Regions from separate parts of the Capra hircus genome. Here region 2 is linked to region 1. Evidence: chromatin contacts called from public Hi-C data. All regions are on one chromosome and are shown on one strand. Each heading gives the region's core, a stretch centred on a gene start, on an enhancer-like site or on the middle of the called end of the contact. The rest is flanking DNA. Distances are from core to core; before and after follow the strand shown. Region 1 overlaps ACP7 (acid phosphatase type 7). Region 2 holds the start of NCCRP1 (F-box only protein 50).

Evidence for each region. A called contact is a pair of places that touch in the nucleus more often than the background predicts.
Region 2: a contact with region 1 is called in a Hi-C map of liver, with 5 times the contacts expected there. The contact joins the promoter of NCCRP1 here to the enhancer-like site in region 1. A contact is called at or near these places in 3 of 5 Hi-C or Micro-C datasets (blood and liver).

The regions. Positions count from the first base shown.
Region 1 is chr18:49,722,080-49,725,783 of ARS1.2, reverse strand. ACP7 (acid phosphatase type 7) reads right to left here. Exons shown (of 13, transcript XM_018062379.1): 12 at 3,484-3,624; 13 at 388-1,813. The coding sequence ends at 1,748. Among named protein-coding and RNA genes, the nearest start is that of ACP7, 15 kb to the right of the region's middle. Within about 2 kb of position 1,298, at least 1 of the 5 cell types and tissues checked has an H3K27ac peak or open chromatin away from gene starts, as enhancers often do.
Region 2 is chr18:49,799,055-49,802,573 of ARS1.2, reverse strand. NCCRP1 (F-box only protein 50) reads right to left here and starts at 1,601. Exons shown (of 6, transcript XM_018062383.1): 1 at 1,243-1,601; 2 at 243-305; 3 at 103-154. The coding sequence starts at 1,534. It overlaps LOC106503127 (a long non-coding RNA gene), which reads left to right and starts at 1,589. Exons shown (of 3, transcript XR_001919486.1): 1 at 1,589-1,876; 2 at 3,315-3,504.

The DNA.
Region 1 (3,704 bases), core at 49-2,548:
GCCGACAGTGAGAGAGAGCTTGGTGCTCAAGAAAGTGCAAGGAGGGAATTCCCTGGCCATCCAGGGGTTGAGACTCCATACTTCTACTGCCCAGGGTGTGGGTTCTATCCCTGGTCAGGGAACTAAGGCCTTCCCTGGTGGCTCAACAGTAAATAATCCACCTGCCAATACAGGAGATAGGGGTTCGATCCCTGGGTGGGGAAGATCCCCTGGAAAGAAAATGGCAACCCACTCCAGTATTCTTGCCTGGGAAATCCCATGGAGAGAGGAGCCTGGTGGACTAGTCCATGGGGTTGCAAAAGAGTCAGACACGACTTAGCGATTAAACAACAGGGAACTAAGATACCACATGCTGTGCAGCCAACAAGTAAAAGCTAAAATAAAGATAAATAAATAAATAGAGCCAAGATAAAAAAAAAAAACACCACTGCAAACAGCCTTGGGCAGAGTGGGTGCTGGGTGGGGAAAAGATCTGAGGAGGCTGAAACCGCACAACACAATGGACGAAGCGATGTGTCGTCAGCCTGCAGAGCTAGGAACTCACCGGCTTCACTCAGGAGAGCCCTCATCCTTGAGGCCGGAACCCAGCATTTGCCTAGGACCTCTGGAGTCAGGTCCTGCCCATCAGCAGCTCAGAACCCTCCTGTGGCTCCATGTCACTCAGGATAAAGGACAGAGACCGCCTCGTGACCCACAGTGTCCCATGGGATCTGCCGTTCTCACTTCTCTATTTTCATCCCTACTCTTCCTCTTACTCTGGCTCCATCACACTGGCCTCCCCAACTGATGCTCTGCTGTGTTTCTGCCCCAGGGCCTTTGCACTGGCTCTTCCTCTGCCTGGACCGCTCTGCCCATGTGACTCCTCCGTCCCCTTCCTGCCTTTGCGTGTGCTTGATCACCATTTGCCCTGTCATGTGTTTTTCTTATCTATTGTGCTTGCTGTCTGACACCCTGGATAGAATTTCACCTCCATGAGGGCAGACATCTCTGTGCTGTTCACAGCATGGAGAACAGGTCCCGGCACATAATAGGCGCTCAATAAATAACGATTGATTACACAAAAGGAAGAGGCAAAACAGAGGGAGGGGGAAAATTTTTAAAGGGAGGAAAACCGCAGGTCTGTGAGCTCCTAAGCTTGTCAGCTGTCCCAGCTGGCAGTTTGGAGTGTTAACACTTGCCCGCTTCCAGGATAACTTGGTGGCAGACTGGGAGACTGCGGCCCGGACCACACTGGCTAGCTTCCCTTGGGCTGTTGGAGCCAGGCCCCTGATTGGAACGGAGGGCCGGCCTGGAGGAGAAGGTCGCTGGCGCCACCTGCTGGACAGTGGTGTCATGACAGCTGCCCACCCTGCTGACTTTAGTTAAGGGCCTTTGCTAGGCGGGCAGAAGAGACAGCCCAGAGGGGCCATCACCAGCAGAAGTTCAGAGTCCAGGGAGGCACAGCCATAAGCCTCTTTATTCCCGAGGCCCTGTGGACACTCCACCCAGTTAGTGCTATGCAGGAAGGCAGGGTGGTGCCACCCACAACCTGTCTTGCTTCACTCTGCCTGTACATACAACTGCTCTCCCAACCCAGCAGGCTGGGACCCCCAGCTCTCTGGGAGGTGAGAGCTGCTCCACCTCTCTCGGGGCTGCATCCACCCTACATGGTGCCAAGGATGGCAGAGGAGTCGAGCCCCCCACCCCCGACTCCCCTCTAGGGCCTGGCAGCAAGGCCCTGGGTTCCTGATGAGAGCTGTCTTCATTCCTACAGGTACATCGTCCGGCCAAGCAGGGGTCTCACCACCCAGACGTCGTCCACAATCTTCCCATCCTGCAAGGGACCAAAAAAAAAAAAAGGAGGAGGAAATCAGGGCTGAAAGCCCAGATTCTGGGGCCAAGTGGCCGGGGTTCAAATCCGAGCTCTGTCGCTGATAAGCTGTGTGACTTTGAGCAAGTGGCTAGACCTCTTTGAGCCTCAGTTTTCCTCATCTGGAAAGAGAGGATGATAGAACTAGTACGCACATCATAGATACCGTGAGAATTAAGTGAGCTATTTGGAAAAGGCTTAAAAGGGAGCCTGGCCTATGGCAAGGACTGGGTAAATGTAGGCTGTTACTATTAGAGTACAAACCCCAGAGTGAGACAAAACTCACTTTATATGCCAGGAAAGCCACCCTCTGTGGCTTCCAGCACATGGTCCAACTCAGCCTGACTTCCATATTCTTTTGGGTTTGGGTTGGCCGGAAAGTTTGTTTGTGGTTTTCATTAAGACGTTTAGAAAAAGCCCAAATGAACTTTTTGGCCAACCCAATACAAAGTGGGGAGAACTGAATAGATAATACACACAAGTGCCTGACCCTGTATGGGCCACACAATAAATGGTAGCTATTTATCGTAAAAAGAATATGGTCTTTGTGGTCGTATCTCAGCTCCGCAACCTCTGGCTGTGCAACCCTGGGAAAGTTACTTGCCCTCTCTGAGTCTCTGTTCGCTTAGCTGTAAAATGGAAAGAAAATGTGCCCCATAGTATTATTGTAGTGATTAAAGGGACTAAATATAAGGCATTGAGCTCAGGGTTTTGTGCACAATAGGTGTTCAATCAATCATAGTTATTAGTGCTATTTTAAAACTACAATGGCAAAAATACAGAAAGGTGAGCCATGATTATATGGGTCCATCTAAGCTTAAGCCACTGTTTCCCCATCTATTTCCCATGAAGTGATGGGACCGGATGCCATGATCTTTGTTTTCTGAATGTAACAGAGGATGAGATGGCTGGATGGCATCACTGACTCGATGGACGTGAGTCTGAGTGAACTCCGGGAGTTGGTGATGGACAGGGAGGCCTGGCGTGCTGCGACTCATGGGGTCACCAAGAGTCGGACACGACTGAGCGACTGAACTGAACTGAACTGAACTGAACTGAAGCTTAAGCCATGGGGCTTCCTAGATGGCACAAGTGGTAGAGTTTTCACTTGCTAATGCAGTTTTCACTTGCTAATGCAGAAGGCACAAGAAACTCGGGTTTGATCCCTGGGTCGGGAAGGTTCCCTGAGATAGGAAATGGCAACCCACTCCAGTATCCTTGCCTGGGAAACCCCATGGGAAGAGGAGCCTGGCGGGCTACAGTCCGTGGGGCTGCACACACATCATATTGGTTTCCCTCTGCCTGCCTCCCACCACCTACTTTTTCCTTCCCCTGCTTCATATTGATAAATCCCTTTAGAACTGACCATGTTTTAGAAACCATTCTGAGCACTTTCTATATAATAAGTCATTCAACCCTCATTCAATCCTCTGGGGCAGAAACGATTAACATCCCCATTTTGCAGATGGGAAAACTGTGGCTCAGAGTTGCTTGAGGTTATCCAGCTGGTAAGCAGCAGAGGCAAGATTTGAATGCAGGATCTCCAGCTCTCAAGCCCACTTTTTAAACCACTTGACTCCAGAACACACCGGGCCTGCTTTTACAGGCAGGTGATCGGGCCACTGCTCACTGACCTGGTCATCAGACACCTGCTGGATGTGGACATGGGTCCCATTGAGAATATGCAGCCGTGTGTACCCGTACTCTTTCACACGCAGGGCGCTCCAGGGCCGCGGGAAGAGGGTGAAGGGGGTGAGCAGCTCCTCACAGCCCTGCTGGAAAGAGTCTTTTAGCCCCAGGGCTGGGGCAGGTGAAGTACCCACCAGGGAGCAGAAAAGACCTGCCAGGTGGGATC
Region 2 (3,519 bases), core at 352-2,851, 76 kb before region 1:
AGACAAGGGCCCAGAGAGGTAAATAGAGCTTTTCCACGTCCCACAGCGAGGGAGGCCAGAAGAGGGAATCAAACGCAGGCCACGTGTGTCCCGGCCACTCACCTGAGGTTCTGCTGGAGTTTCTCAGTCCTGATGTGCCAGCCGCGGAAATTGCCTGGCGGGTGGAGGAGCAACAGATTAGAACTTGCCGCTTCTCCAGGGCCACCCCTTCCGCAGCATGGGGCTAGCCTCCGGGCGCTTACCCAGAGCCTCCAGGGGTTGCTGGGTGGGACCGGTAGGGGGCGCTGGCTCATAAATGTTGATGCCTGAAACGCGCAGGGAAGCGGAGCCTCAGGCGTGCAGAAGCTGCCCTCCTTCCTGCAGGCTCCCCACTCCCTGCCCGCTGGACTCGGCTGGAAGGACGGGAATCAATGCCCCGCCTGCCAGACCAGCCCAGCCAGGCAGCGGGGAGTGAGTCAGGGCCCAGGGAGAGCCCTGAGAATGTCCTGGGGTCAGAGGGCCAGTGCTCGGAGGGGGAGGGCGTTGCGGCGAGAGAGAGGAGGAACAAAGGGAGAAAGAGAGAGAGGAACCAGGAAAAAGAGAGAGAGTATGGGAGGAGGGAGATAGCTCCAGGAGATAGTGAAGGACAGGGAAGCCTGGCGTGCTGCAGTCCATGGGGTCGCAAAGAGTCGGAATGACTGAGCGACGGAACGGTAACATGGGAGGAGGGTCAGAGAGATACAGGGTGAGACAGACCCTGTGAGAGATAGAGACACAGATGTAGAAAGAGACAGAGATGCAAGTGAGACAAAGAGACACGCTGAGAAAAAAAGGGACCGAGAAGGAAGTGCTAGAATGCGCGGCTGCTCGGTCGCTCAGGCGTGTCAGATTCTTTGCGACCCCATGGATTGGAGCCCACTAGGCTCCTCTGTCCATGGGATTCTTCAGGCAAGAATACTGGAGTGGGTTGTCATGCCCTCCTCCAGGGGATCTTCCCGACCCAGGGATCGAACCTGTGTCTCTTACAGTGCAGGTGGATTCTTTACCGCTGTGCCACTGCGGGGGGAAGCCCCAGAGAAGGATGCAGAGGAATAAAAACGCAGAGGGAGACATTAAGAGACAGAGACCGAGAGCAGAGTAAGAGAAACAAGGAAGCAAAGAGAAGACGAGACCGACGGTCTAGGTGAGCGAGCCCGCGGGAAGGAGACGGAGGCGTGGTGGCCTCCCTGCTGCTCCAGCCTCGCGCAGACCACGGCCCCGCACCTTCGGGGTTGGGCGAGCGCAGTAGGTTGCGGTAGAGCGGCCGCCGCAGGAAGAGCAGCTTCCAGGTGAGGCGAGGGGGCAGCTCCAGGCTCCCTCTCGGCGGCGCCCACTCTTGCAGCAGCAGCTGCCGCGCGTGGGCCTCGGTTGGCGACTCGGGCGCAGGGAGCCCGGGGGTCTCAGGGGCCGCGGGCGAAGGCGGCGACGGAGGCGGGGGCGGCGACGCTGGCTCCTGGGGGCTCGCGGGTTCCTCCATCCCGCTGCCGAGCTCCGGTCCTTCCCGCACCTTCTCCATCGCTCGGGTCTGGGTGAGTGTCCCGGCTCTTCCGCAGGGTTCGGGGTGAACCCGGGGCGGGAGAGGGCGGAGCGCCTCGACTGGCTTTTAAGTAGAGGGGTGTGTTGGGGGAAGGATCCGGGCTCCCAGGCCCTCCTCCCTAGGGCTGGGGAGCCCAGGTCCCAGCCCCTCCTTCTCCCAGCCTGCAGAAGTCCGGGTCCCAGCCCAGCTGGGTTTCCCAAGCCTCCTGCTCCAGTTTCCCCAGACATCAGCCCTGGAGAGGGGTGTGACCAAGGCGCTAATGCCAGGGCTCGGCTTTCTAATGAGGCCCATCCACCTCGTTAACATCCCGCGTGGCTGGAGGTAAGCTTAATTAATGAAGCCCCCTGTCCCCCCGGCAACCTCCCCGTCAGCTGAGCATGCTGTAAGGGGTGGGGGTGGGAGGGGAGTCCCGCCTCTGATTGTTCCTCCTCTGCCCTCACTGGGACACAAACTTGGGACCTAATATTTCTTGTCCCGGAAGCATAGTGGGGTGGGGTGGGGGAGAGAGAGAGACCCAGAGAGACTCTGAGCTAGAGATGGGGAGTCACAGAGATGGGGGACCCGAGGGAGACACTGAGATAGTGTGAGAAAGGGTGCCTTGTATCTCTTCCTGGGGTTGGGCAGGCGGTGCCGGCTGGCCAAACCTCCTCCCTGGGAGGTCATAGGGAGTTTGGAGTCAGGGCTGGAGCGATGGCGGGGGCAGGAGGTCGGGGGTGTGGAGGCAGTGGGGTGGCAGATGAACCTGAAGGGCCAGATGCCCACGCCCACATCCTGCCCTTGCCACATCCCACAGCCTGCCCAGCTAAGCACAGGCTCAGTCCCACATAAGTTACCAGTAACAAGCGCTACAGTGAGCGCTTTCTGCTTGCTAGATGCTGTCCTAAGCTTTTACACGTTCATTTCATCCCCTAACAATGTAGGTGCTACTAATACGGCATTTTATATGTAAAGAAAAGATAATAGTGAATGATTATGGAGTTGCGCGCCAGCCACACACACCCCAGCATCCAGCTTGCACATCAAGCCTGAGTAGGGAGCTGTTGTTATCCCCATTTCACAGATGAAAAACCAGAGGGCTCCCTCACAGGCCTGGTCCCACACCACCCCAGATAACCCCATACGCTTCCCGCCCCAGATTCCCGCAAGATGCTGACAGACACATTCGGCAGACATATGGACTGGAGCTCACACCCAAATGATGATGCTCGTGTAATTAACGCCTGTGTGCTAGGCATTGTTCTAAATTCTTTAGGTGGAATAATTAATTTAATCTCCACATCTTCCATAGGAAATAGGTGCTATTCTTATATCCGTTTTGTAGACTTCTACTTTTGTAGAAGTCTCCATAACTGAGAGTAGAAGTCTCCATACCTGAGAGTAGAAGTCTCAGTTACTGGGACTCAGAGAGGTCTAGTAACTCACCCAAGGTTGCACAGCTGGTATGTGGCAAATTGGACATGGAGTTTCATGTGATACGCAGGGATACAGGTTCAAATTACCCCCAGAGACAGTGGCTCACACAGAAACAGATGGGAGAACGTAGTTACATTTATTGAGTGTCTGCCTTTAACTCATTAAGTCTTACAACAACCCTGGAAGGTGGGGACAGGTAATAGTTCCTCCATTGACTGGGGAACTGAGAGGCAAGAGGTGAAGCGACCTATCTTAGGAAAGCTGGGAATTAGCCAGGGACCTGAGGGGAGGAAGGACTCACAGAAGGGGACAAACTAACTTATGTGCAGTATCCCTGCTCACCCAGAAGTCTTCAAGAGGTTTCCAAATACCTGCAGAGCCCATGGTCCACGCATAACTGGAGACACTCCCACCGTCACTGCAAGCGCACAGACCCACACCCATGCCTGGCTGCCGGCCTGTCTTCATCGGAGGAGGAGGAAAGGACAGAGTCAGGAGGAAGAGTGTCTGTCTAGTGGAGTCAGAGCTGTCCCCAGGTCAGAATCCAGGGC